2 separate regions of the Zea mays genome follow, and region 2 is linked to region 1. The links are chromatin contacts, called in public Hi-C maps. All regions are on one chromosome and are shown on one strand. Each heading gives the region's core, a stretch centred on a gene start, on an enhancer-like site or on the middle of the called end of the contact. The rest is flanking DNA. Distances are from core to core; before and after follow the strand shown.

What was found. Hi-C and Micro-C count contacts between places; a contact is called where the count stands out from the background.
Region 2: a Hi-C map of ear shows a contact between it and region 1, with 5 times the contacts expected there. The contact joins the promoter of LOC103650791 here to the promoter of LOC100276337 in region 1. A contact is called at or near these places in 7 of 25 Hi-C or Micro-C datasets (bundle sheath, ear, leaf and 1 more).

The regions. Positions count from the first base shown.
Region 1 is chr3:156,001,490-156,006,180 of Zm-B73-REFERENCE-NAM-5.0, reverse strand. LOC100276337 reads right to left here and starts at 2,271. Exons shown (of 1, transcript NM_001363955.1): 1 at 1,685-2,271. The coding sequence starts at 2,151. The coding sequence ends at 1,999. LOC103650786 (neurofilament heavy polypeptide) reads right to left here. Exons shown (of 2, transcript NM_001351638.1): 1 at 3,264-4,691; 2 at 2,619-3,128. The coding sequence ends at 2,968. LOC103650787 (a long non-coding RNA gene) reads left to right here and starts at 1,196. Exons shown (of 3, transcript XR_002268129.2): 1 at 1,196-1,434.
Region 2 is chr3:156,214,411-156,219,271 of Zm-B73-REFERENCE-NAM-5.0, reverse strand. It overlaps LOC103650791 (probable potassium transporter 2), which reads right to left and starts at 3,489. Exons shown (of 9, transcript XM_008676357.2): 1 at 3,253-3,489; 2 at 2,463-2,700; 3 at 1,966-2,214; 4 at 1,799-1,849. The coding sequence starts at 3,294.

The DNA of each region.
Region 1 (4,691 bases), core at 1,022-3,521:
AACCAAAAAATTCGCTGATGTAGACGATTGTGGGAGCAGATTTCCTTTCTGCTTTAATAATAAGGAAATTACTCATACTTAAAGAAAACCTCAATAAAATAGGAAACGTAGAACTGTATATAACATTGTTTATAGAGTAAAGTTTAAAATAAAGGATAAGATACGATAGAGATAGGGCATCTATTGGAGATACCCTCGGTGAAAACTGGTAAACCATTTGCGCCAATATGCACTTCGTATTTATCAGTGTTAGTTGCAGTCAGTGGTTCTTTTGAATCTACATGTTCTCCAATTAATTTGGTTTTCTTTGTCTTCATCTTTGTACTAACTCTTATACAGAAGTGGTGTCGTATATGTAATATGTCGCAGTCAGCATATTGTTTTAGTGGGCCTATACGGTGGCAAAGTGCCTTTTAATAGCCAATAATGGTAAATCTCTTATCTAAGGAATATTATATTATATTCAAAGGCTCCAAATAGACGGGGTATGATGGTATGTCAGGAATGGTGCTATACTGTGAACCACAATTTCTCTTAGGTCCCATTTGAATGCTTGAAATTGAATTTCATTTTAATAATAGTAATTTAGACATATCAATTAAGCTAATATGATTTTATAAAAAAAATATTTATATAACATTATTAGTAAGATGTCGAATATATTTATGTGGTATATTTTTACTATAGATGAGTGAGCTAAAGAGCGTATAAGTTGCAGAGTAGAAACATATTCAACTGATACATAAAATTATTTCACATTCCCTGTTTCATGAATTTGAGATAGTGTTATATCTGAAATTTAGAAAGTGGTGGAATGTAAAAAATCCAAACTAAATAGGTTACATTATTAAGTAAATTTCAATTCCTAAAAATAAATATAGTGGTTTCGTTTATATGTAATCGATTTGTATTAATATTTTATCGAATAATTTGTACGAAACACGATCACAGTCACAACTTTTGAGCTCTGATGATGAGTTGATGACATCAGATCCGTCCTCCCGAGTCCCGAGCTATCCGCCATTATTTATAAGCATTGCAAATTAGCAATATGACTATTTTGCACAAAACTCCCTGGAAAAGTGTAGTAAGAGACAGTTTGCGAAATAGCCCCTCTGCGCACTGGTTGGTGCTCCCTTCTCCTCCGGCGACGGCAACCCCGCCCCCCCCCCCCCCCCCCCCCCCCCCCCCCCCCGGCCCCTTCGCGGCGAGTGGGCTCCCGTTCCTCCTCGTAGTCCTCTACAGCCCCTTCCCAGCCGTGTTCCGGGCCGCTGCGCCACGGCGCTACCACGCCAGAGAAGGGGAGGACAGGGTCGACAAGGAGGAAGAAAGGAGTCGCCTGGGTTGCCGCGGATCATGAGGAGGAGGAGGAGGGATGGATACGGGGACTAGATCGGAGCGCGAGGTCGCGGACCATCGGTGTCCCAGGTCCAGGTGATCGATGCTGCTACGTTTGCCCGCTTCCTTATGAACTTGAACTACTTTTATTTTGCAACTGCTACTGTTCATCGCCACACATAATAAAAAGTAGCTTTTGAATCTTTTGTATCATCGAATCATGCTAAAGTAGCACAGATCGACTGAGCCTAATAAAAAGAAGGTGTATCACGGACCGATCAATGCAATTCATGAACCACTCGTCCCTTGAAAACTTCACACACAAATAAAAATAAAATCTTTCAGATACCAAGTCAACAAATTCCAGTAGTCAATTAATTTTTTACCAACAGACAGACTCTCGGATCAGGTTACAGACCGACCAGCCTTATGCAGTAGTCACATTGATTTACCAATAATAACAGAACGCTTTTACATACAAACAAACAATCCAGCATGATTTATTGTATACTCCACAACTCGGACTCGAATTGAACTCCACGTCTGATGCCTACCTCGGCGCCCATCGCAGAGCAGAGCAGAAGATTGATCCTTTCCTCCCTACCTCGAAGAAGGCTGAAGCTCGACGGCGTGTGCCACCGCCACCGCGTCCGTCCTGTCCTAGCAGTAACGGGGGTAGTAGGCGACGCAGCGCCTGCGGCGGGGCGGCGTGCACAGCATGAGCAGGAGCAGGGCGAGGACGACGGTGACGAGCAGCCCCAGGAGGTTGAACGCCGGCTCGTCGTCTTCCTGGCTGCAGCACAGCTTGCCCATGCTACTAGCTGTTGCAAAGCTCGGTGGGATGGTGAAGGAGGCGAGGGAGGGAGAGGGGGCAATTAAAGCCTTGCCCCCCGGCTGTGGAATTTCTCTTTGTGTCAACGACTGACTGTGGGATGGATGGAAGGAAGGTCTTTCTATTCTCTGGTAGACATGGTATGTCCGATTGATATGAATCTTCTGGGTGCTTTCAGGCTTCTTTGTTTTTTTTTGGGGGGTGGGGTGGGGGGGGGTGTTGTGGCTGTGTGGGGTTAGTTGTTGAGCCATCGCTGTCCGCTTTTCCTGTGCTGCAGCCTGCAGCAGTTGGTCCGTCTGCTGGTTGAACATGAGACGACTCGCTCAACCAGTCGGTCTCCGCACCAAACTAGTGCCACTACCACCCAATCAGGCTACAGGCACGTCTGCTCAGATTCATCTTCTTCTGACCTGCACTTTCGTTTCCAAGTGTTAGAATTTGATTTGATCGCGTATTGGTACCGCGATCAGCGCTGGCACCATGTGTGCTCATAGCACTGGTGTCCTATTAGCATTTGCATATAGACTTTTGAAGCCGACCTGCCTCTCCTTGGTTTCGAACAACAACGCAACAAACTCGTCAACAACAACTACCTCTTGCCAACTACTTCGAAACCACATGGTCAGTACGTACCGATGTTGAAGAACCAGGGCGTGTTGGACATGACAACGACGCGTACGCCATACATGTTCAAAAAAAAAACAAAGATGCACTAGAGGCTACTACTACTGGAGCGGCCACCGGCAGCAGCCTGCCTTTCCATCGGTGTTCGTGTTCTCCTTAATTATTCTCTGGGCTCAAGAAGACGACGACGCGCTTACAGGTAGAGCGGAATCCTTGTCATCACTGCCGCTCTTCTTCTCAGCTGGGATGCCTGGGTGATCATCCGGTGTCTTCTCCTCGGTGGTTCTGGCCTCCTCCTCCTCCAAATCCATGGGTTCTTTCCCATCCGGTTCCCCTGCACACGGGACGAATGGGTTAAGGATGGCAGCAGCCAGCAGCCAGAAGGCGGCTACTTGTTGCTTTGGCCCAGAGCAGATCAACTGCCATGCATGAGTTCATGCCAAAACAGAAGAAGAAAACCCAGCCATACCGCCGTCCTCGTCTCTCGGTCTCGAAGGTGCAATGGGTTTCCCCTCGTCTGGCTCTTTGCTGGAGACGTTCTCCCCAACTGTGTCCGCCGCACTCCTCTCCTCCTCCGCTTTGATCTCCTCGACAGCTTTGGTTAGCAGCTGCTCGACAGCAGTAGGATCGGGCAGGTCCGCGTCATCGTCTACCTCATCATTATCTTCAGAAGGTTCGGACTGCCCTGCCTCCTCCTCATCCTCTTCGGCTTCTGTTGCGCCATCAGCTTCGGCCGTGCCCTCCTCGTCATCAGAAACAGCAGGCTCATTTTCCGCCTCATCATTGTCCTTCCAATGCTCATTTTCTTCTTCCTCCTCCTCCTCCTCCAGTGCAACCGGTAAGCTGACAAATTCGTCGTCCATGGTCATCGGGGAAGCTGCGGAGGCAACACTGTCGTCGTCGTCCTTGGTCGTTGCAGGCCGGGCAGGCACAAAGGAAACGCTGTGGCCACCCTTGGTCACACTCACAGGGGCTAGCGGTTTCGCCAAGGTGACACTGCCATCGTCCTCTGCCACCACGGCGCCCACGACGTCCTGGACCTTGGCTGCCGGTGCAGCCGCGGAGGTAACGCTCTCGTCGTCGTCCTTGATCACAGGGGAAACTGGCACTGCGAACGTGACGCTCCCATCCTCCTCGGCCACCACGGCAACCACGTTGCTGCTGGTCGTGGGGGCGGCGCCGGCGGCGGCAGTCGCGAACTTAACGCTCCCGTCGTCGTCCTTGGCCTCGGCGTCATTGACTCGTACCTTGAAGGTGACGCTGCCGTCCTCCTCTGCCACCATGGAGACCGGGAACGTGACGCTGCCGTCGTCTACCTCCTTCTTGTCCTCCTCCTCGACGGCGTCGCCGACGTCCTCGGTCGACGACGCAGCCTCGTCGTCGTTCTCCTCGATCGCCGCCATGTATGGTGTACCGTCAGGTTCGTCACCGCCATTATTCCCCTTGTCGACGGCTGCCTCGGTGGTCGATATTTTGACCACGTCGTCCTTCCTGATGATGTGTTCTTCTTTCCCCGCGGTGACGGTGATGGCATTCACGTCCCCGCCGGTTGATGACGACTGTTTTGTCCTCGACGAATGCTTTATCCTCAGTCCCTGACCGGCGATCACCGCTTTGTCCTTGACGACGACGACGACCTCATCGCCTTCCTTCTCCCTGGCGGCCTTACCGGCCAACGCTTCTTTGCCCGCCTTTTCAACGGCGGCGGCGGCCGCTTCGCTAGCGGCATCCGTGACGGCGGCTGCTTCATCCGTCTTGGTCTCGACCTGCGGCTTCTCCTCCCGGATGGCACTCGCCTTCGACGACGCCGCGTTGCCCTCCTTCACAGAGACGGCTTCTTTGCTGTTCTTCACAGCGACGGCTTCCTCTTTCTTCTCCTCGACGGCTTTCTGTTTCA
Region 2 (4,861 bases), core at 2,240-4,739, 210 kb before region 1:
TCCGGTCGGTGACTGGTTCACCAAGATCACCGAGGGCATCTGCCATGGTTTTGAAACGGCGACAGTAATCGGAGACAGGTAGATCACCTTGGACAAAGTGTCGGAACTGAGCGTCGAGGTGGAGGGCGCGAGTTTCCCGATTCCCGAGGAACTGATTCTCGAGAGTCAGCCAAGTGGTGCGGGCAGTGGCGCCGCGTTCCATGGCCATTTCAGCAAGATCCGGGGAGATGGAGCCGGAGATCCAGGACTTGACAACGCAGTCCATGCGTGCCCAGTCGGGGAAGTGATGCGCGGGAGTGTCGTCGAGGATGTGGCTGTCCAGGGAGTATTTGCCAGTGACGAGAAGGAACTCATCACGCCAGCGAGTGTAGTTGTTGTTGGCGAGGTCGAGGACGACGTGAACGAGGCTCCGGATGTTTTGCACAGCGACGGCCTGGGAGTGGAGGTTGACGATCGCAGCAGCCTCGTGAAGGAGGATGGCGTCGTGGAGGCCCTTGTCATCACCACCCGCTGGATCAGAGTGGTGGGACTGAGTGTCGTCGACAGGGCTGCCATCGGCGGCAGTCTGAGCAGCAAGGGCGCGTGCATGGGCTGCGCGCTCGAGCAGCGCGAACCCGGGCGGCAGCAACATCGCGCTCCTGGGCCGCGGTGGCCGCCTCCTGCTCTGCCTGAAGGGCTTGGGCGAGAGCAGCATCACGCCTAGCAGCAGCTTGGAGGCGAGCTTCATGCTCTGCTGCGGCCTGGGTCGCAGCGTCGTCGAGGAGGGGTGGCTGTTCCAGACCAGCCATGGCCAGGGGAGGGCGCTGCCTGGATGGCGCGCAGAGGGAAGAAGAGGGCGCAGCCAAAACGTGGCGCGCAGGGGGAGGAAGGCGGCGCAGCTAGAGGTCTGCGCGTGAGGGCAGCGGAAGGAGGATGTGAACTTGAACTCGTGATACCATGATAGCAAGATAATTGCTGTCTATATTGATTGATGAATAGAGTAGTACAGGCGCACATATATATAGAGGGACAGAGAGGTGGGAGATCTCAGGTTTATAGAAACAGTACCCTGAGATCTCCTGGAATGGAAGGAAACAATCACTGCCCCTAAATGGGAGGATTGAATCCATATCTTCCTATATGCGGCTGTAGCTAGAAAGGCAAGGATGCCTGCACATGTATGGTAGGGTATCCTGCGCCTATATGGTAGGAGACACAAGTCTGATATATCAGCTAACAATGGACACTACTTGACCTTCCAAACTAACATCTCCTTTCTCATATGTAGTAATGTCAAAGATAATATCATATATTCGGCTTTAGTTCTACTGAGTCTAAAACCTTTGGACTCTAGAGTCTCTCGCCATGACTCTAGTTTCCTATTTACTCCTGCCCGACTTTCATCAACTAGACTATGCAAAAAGCATACACCAAGGGATATCCCTTATATGTCCCTTGTGACCTTATTCATCACCAAGACAAAAAAAGGTAGGGCTCAAAATGATTTGATGTAGTCATATTCTAATCAGGAAGTCATCCATGTCTTCATCACTTGTTCAAACACTAGTCACAACATTGTTGTACATGTCCTTAATTCTAAAACAAATTTATATAGTTCTATGATAATAATTCTAAAATGCATAGTTTTGTGATAATTTTGAGAACCCAAATATAGCCCTTTGAAATTTCTTCTACTATTTATCAAACAAATTTACAAATTGACATAAATTTGCAACTGCTGGTACTCCCACAAAAACCAGGTGTGTTTTCAATATTTTTGCATCAAGAGTTATGAGTTCACGAGATGATTTGTACTTACTATGCTTTAAACCAGTAGCTCGAACTTGTAATCCAGACATAGATGAGAGGACTGCAAGAAAAGAACAAGCAGAATGAAGCATGATAAAAATATATAGAAAAGGTTGATAACTGCAATTTTGCTCAACATGAGAGGAAATCAAATAGATTATTGTGGTAAGTATCCACCTGAGATTGCTGGGGTGAGGACACCATCACCAATCACCATGCTAGCGCCACAGAGAACTATGAGAAGAAGCACAACTCTCATTTTTTTGTGCTTCTCCAGAAACCTTCTTAACCAAGGTGAAGATCCATTGCTAGGTGCAAACCCATTTCTGTAGTATGAAGATAGTTCCTCATCAGCTGCTTGTTGATTTGGCAGCAAGCTGAGTTTTGTATGCCTGCAAAGAAGCGAATAGAGAGCAAATGGTCCGCCTACAAAAGTGTAGGCAGCCCTTAGTCATTTGTAAGCTACAAGTGCGAAGATAGGCCTTCTTTCAGAAGATACATTAAGGGATATTATTCATTTAATATAAGATTTATTAGGACGATAAACAATATAGCCTTAATTTTTCTTGCATATCGTTGCTAGCCGATATACATGCTGGATTACAACAAACTAATCCCACTCCATCCAGGCACATGAAAAGACAGGGGATGTTAAGAAAGAGATTTATAGGCACCTTCACCGTTATCATCAGCACTCAGCACAATAGTGACATACTTCAGCAAAGGAATCAGAGTGAAGGTCCAGAAGATGAGGGAAAGCACACCGAACACTGTCTCCTCATCTTGGTACTGATTGAGCTTTCCAGAGAATGTGCTTTTATAAACGTAAAGAGGCGATGTGCTTAGGTCACCGTAAACAACACCAAAGCTCTGGTAAGCCAAAAGCAATAGATTCATGTAGTACTGCCTCCGCTGAAATTGCAAGGCAGAACGACATCCGTTAGGAACCATGCTCCGCATATTCAAAGCAGCGCTCTAAAATAGTAGTAGCACAATGCTCGCTCTAAAGTAGCAGTAGCACAATGCTCGTTAATTACGACTGTTTATATATAATAACAACATGGTGATATAGAATATACGTCCATATCTGCTTAACATCAGTGATACCCCGGTTAAAATCAAAACGCATAAGCTGGTCTCGAGTTTCAGCTTCCTGCTCCACCATTGTCACCACGACAGAACCGAAACATTTGAGTAATGTACCCTTTACATTGGAACCTAGGGGGAGGAATGAATCAGGCAAGACAGAGAGATCGATCTAATCCGCACCGGAATCCCCTAAATCCGACCCCCCGGACAACCCCGATCGCGACGCGGGCACACGCACAGACCACCGGGGTGGGCGGGCACGGGCCGTTCGATGCCCACCCCGAGGTCGACCAACATCAATGTCTCCACCAACGACAGGCAAGGAGGAGGAGAGCGGAATCACGGCAACGAGAGAATGAGAGATGGCCTCCCTACCGGCAGCTGGTCGGCGCCGGCGACGCCAGCCTCGGCGTCCATTAACTCGATCGGCGGCTGCGTCAGGTCACGAACCTCGCGGGCACGGTGGAGGCGCAGGCCCGAACCAGTGGGTGTGCAGCCTGTTCAAGGAAACAGCCCCCCAGTTCCAATGGTCTCCAGTTCTAGCACATTAGGCTAATAAATCAACTAATCTCTAGGTAAATCTTTATCTCATGAGTTAACTCAGTTGTGTATGGTGTCTTTGTCTTTCATCATGACTATATCTCCATTTTAACATGGGGAATGTCGTTCAAGATTTCATTTTAAAAATAACACTAACAAAATAATACTATCCAAGTAAAATTATATAATACAAAATTGAATAGACAGTTAGATACAATCACATAACTTTTAATATATCATTTTTATCATATTATTATAGCCTATATTAGTGTAATTCTACTTTATAGGTTGATCTTCCGGAATTTTGTATAGAGTCTTAGATTTTGCTGGCCCGATCCTGTGGAGGCGCGTACGCGGAGCGGCGGAGGAAGGGCCTAGGCTATGATGACTGATTCATTAATTCACTCGTTTCTCAATGTGCAATTATTATTTTATCTTATTTTTGTTTATTTATATTCTGATTGAGTCTAGTTTTTATTATAGATGTCCACGCAGCATGACACACATGACAGCCCAATTTGAAGGCCGATTTTTTTTCACGACCCAAACTTGGCTCAGCACAGAGTCCACCATGTCTACCTTGGCGAGAGAGTAAAGACATGTTTAGTAACTTAGCATATTTTGTATAACTTTTTTTTGTCTAAAGTTAAGAGCTTAACTAACTTGCTACACTTTATCTATTTTTTTCTATCTAAGGTTAGTTATTCAATTCGGGCGATTAATATTAGACAAAATGTAGCATAGTTAGTCACGAACCAAACATACCCTACTTCTTTAATTCGGACGACTAACTTTAGGTAAAGTGTGGCACAGTTAGTCACGAACTAAACAATCCTTAAGTTATGTCTCAGTCTTACCATCGTGCTGGCTTAAGCCACCTCTAACCATTCCCTGCCACCATATTCTTCCTCAATCAGTACTTTCTATTATACTAGGTGAGTGCCCGTGCGTTGCAATGGAAACACATAATAACGTAACGTGGTCTGAAACAGATATAGAGCTGCAAAGATGGGTCCAGGAAATGAGACGAACACAGATCCGAATTTCCCATGATAGTGAAAATGACCCATGATTATTATAGAAAAACATAAGTATTCACATTCTAAGATATAAAATAGCATAAGAGTGGAACGAGGGCGTCCACATTGTCCGTCTCGTGGGCCTCGCTCCTGCCGCTCAAGCACGAAAGAAGCCCCAGCGTCGCGTTCTGGCCCTCGACACCATCCGCGATATGACCTCTCTATAATATATTTTGGCTTCTGTCATGATCGACGCTTCGTTTTATCTTTAATTTTCTGTAGTAGCTGATTATAATGTAATATTATTTATAAATTAATCATACTTAAATATCCATGATACTTATTTGGTATCATAATTAGTATTATTTTATTATATAAATTTAATCATACTTAAAACTACTTTGATCTCTCTAAAAAATAAAATT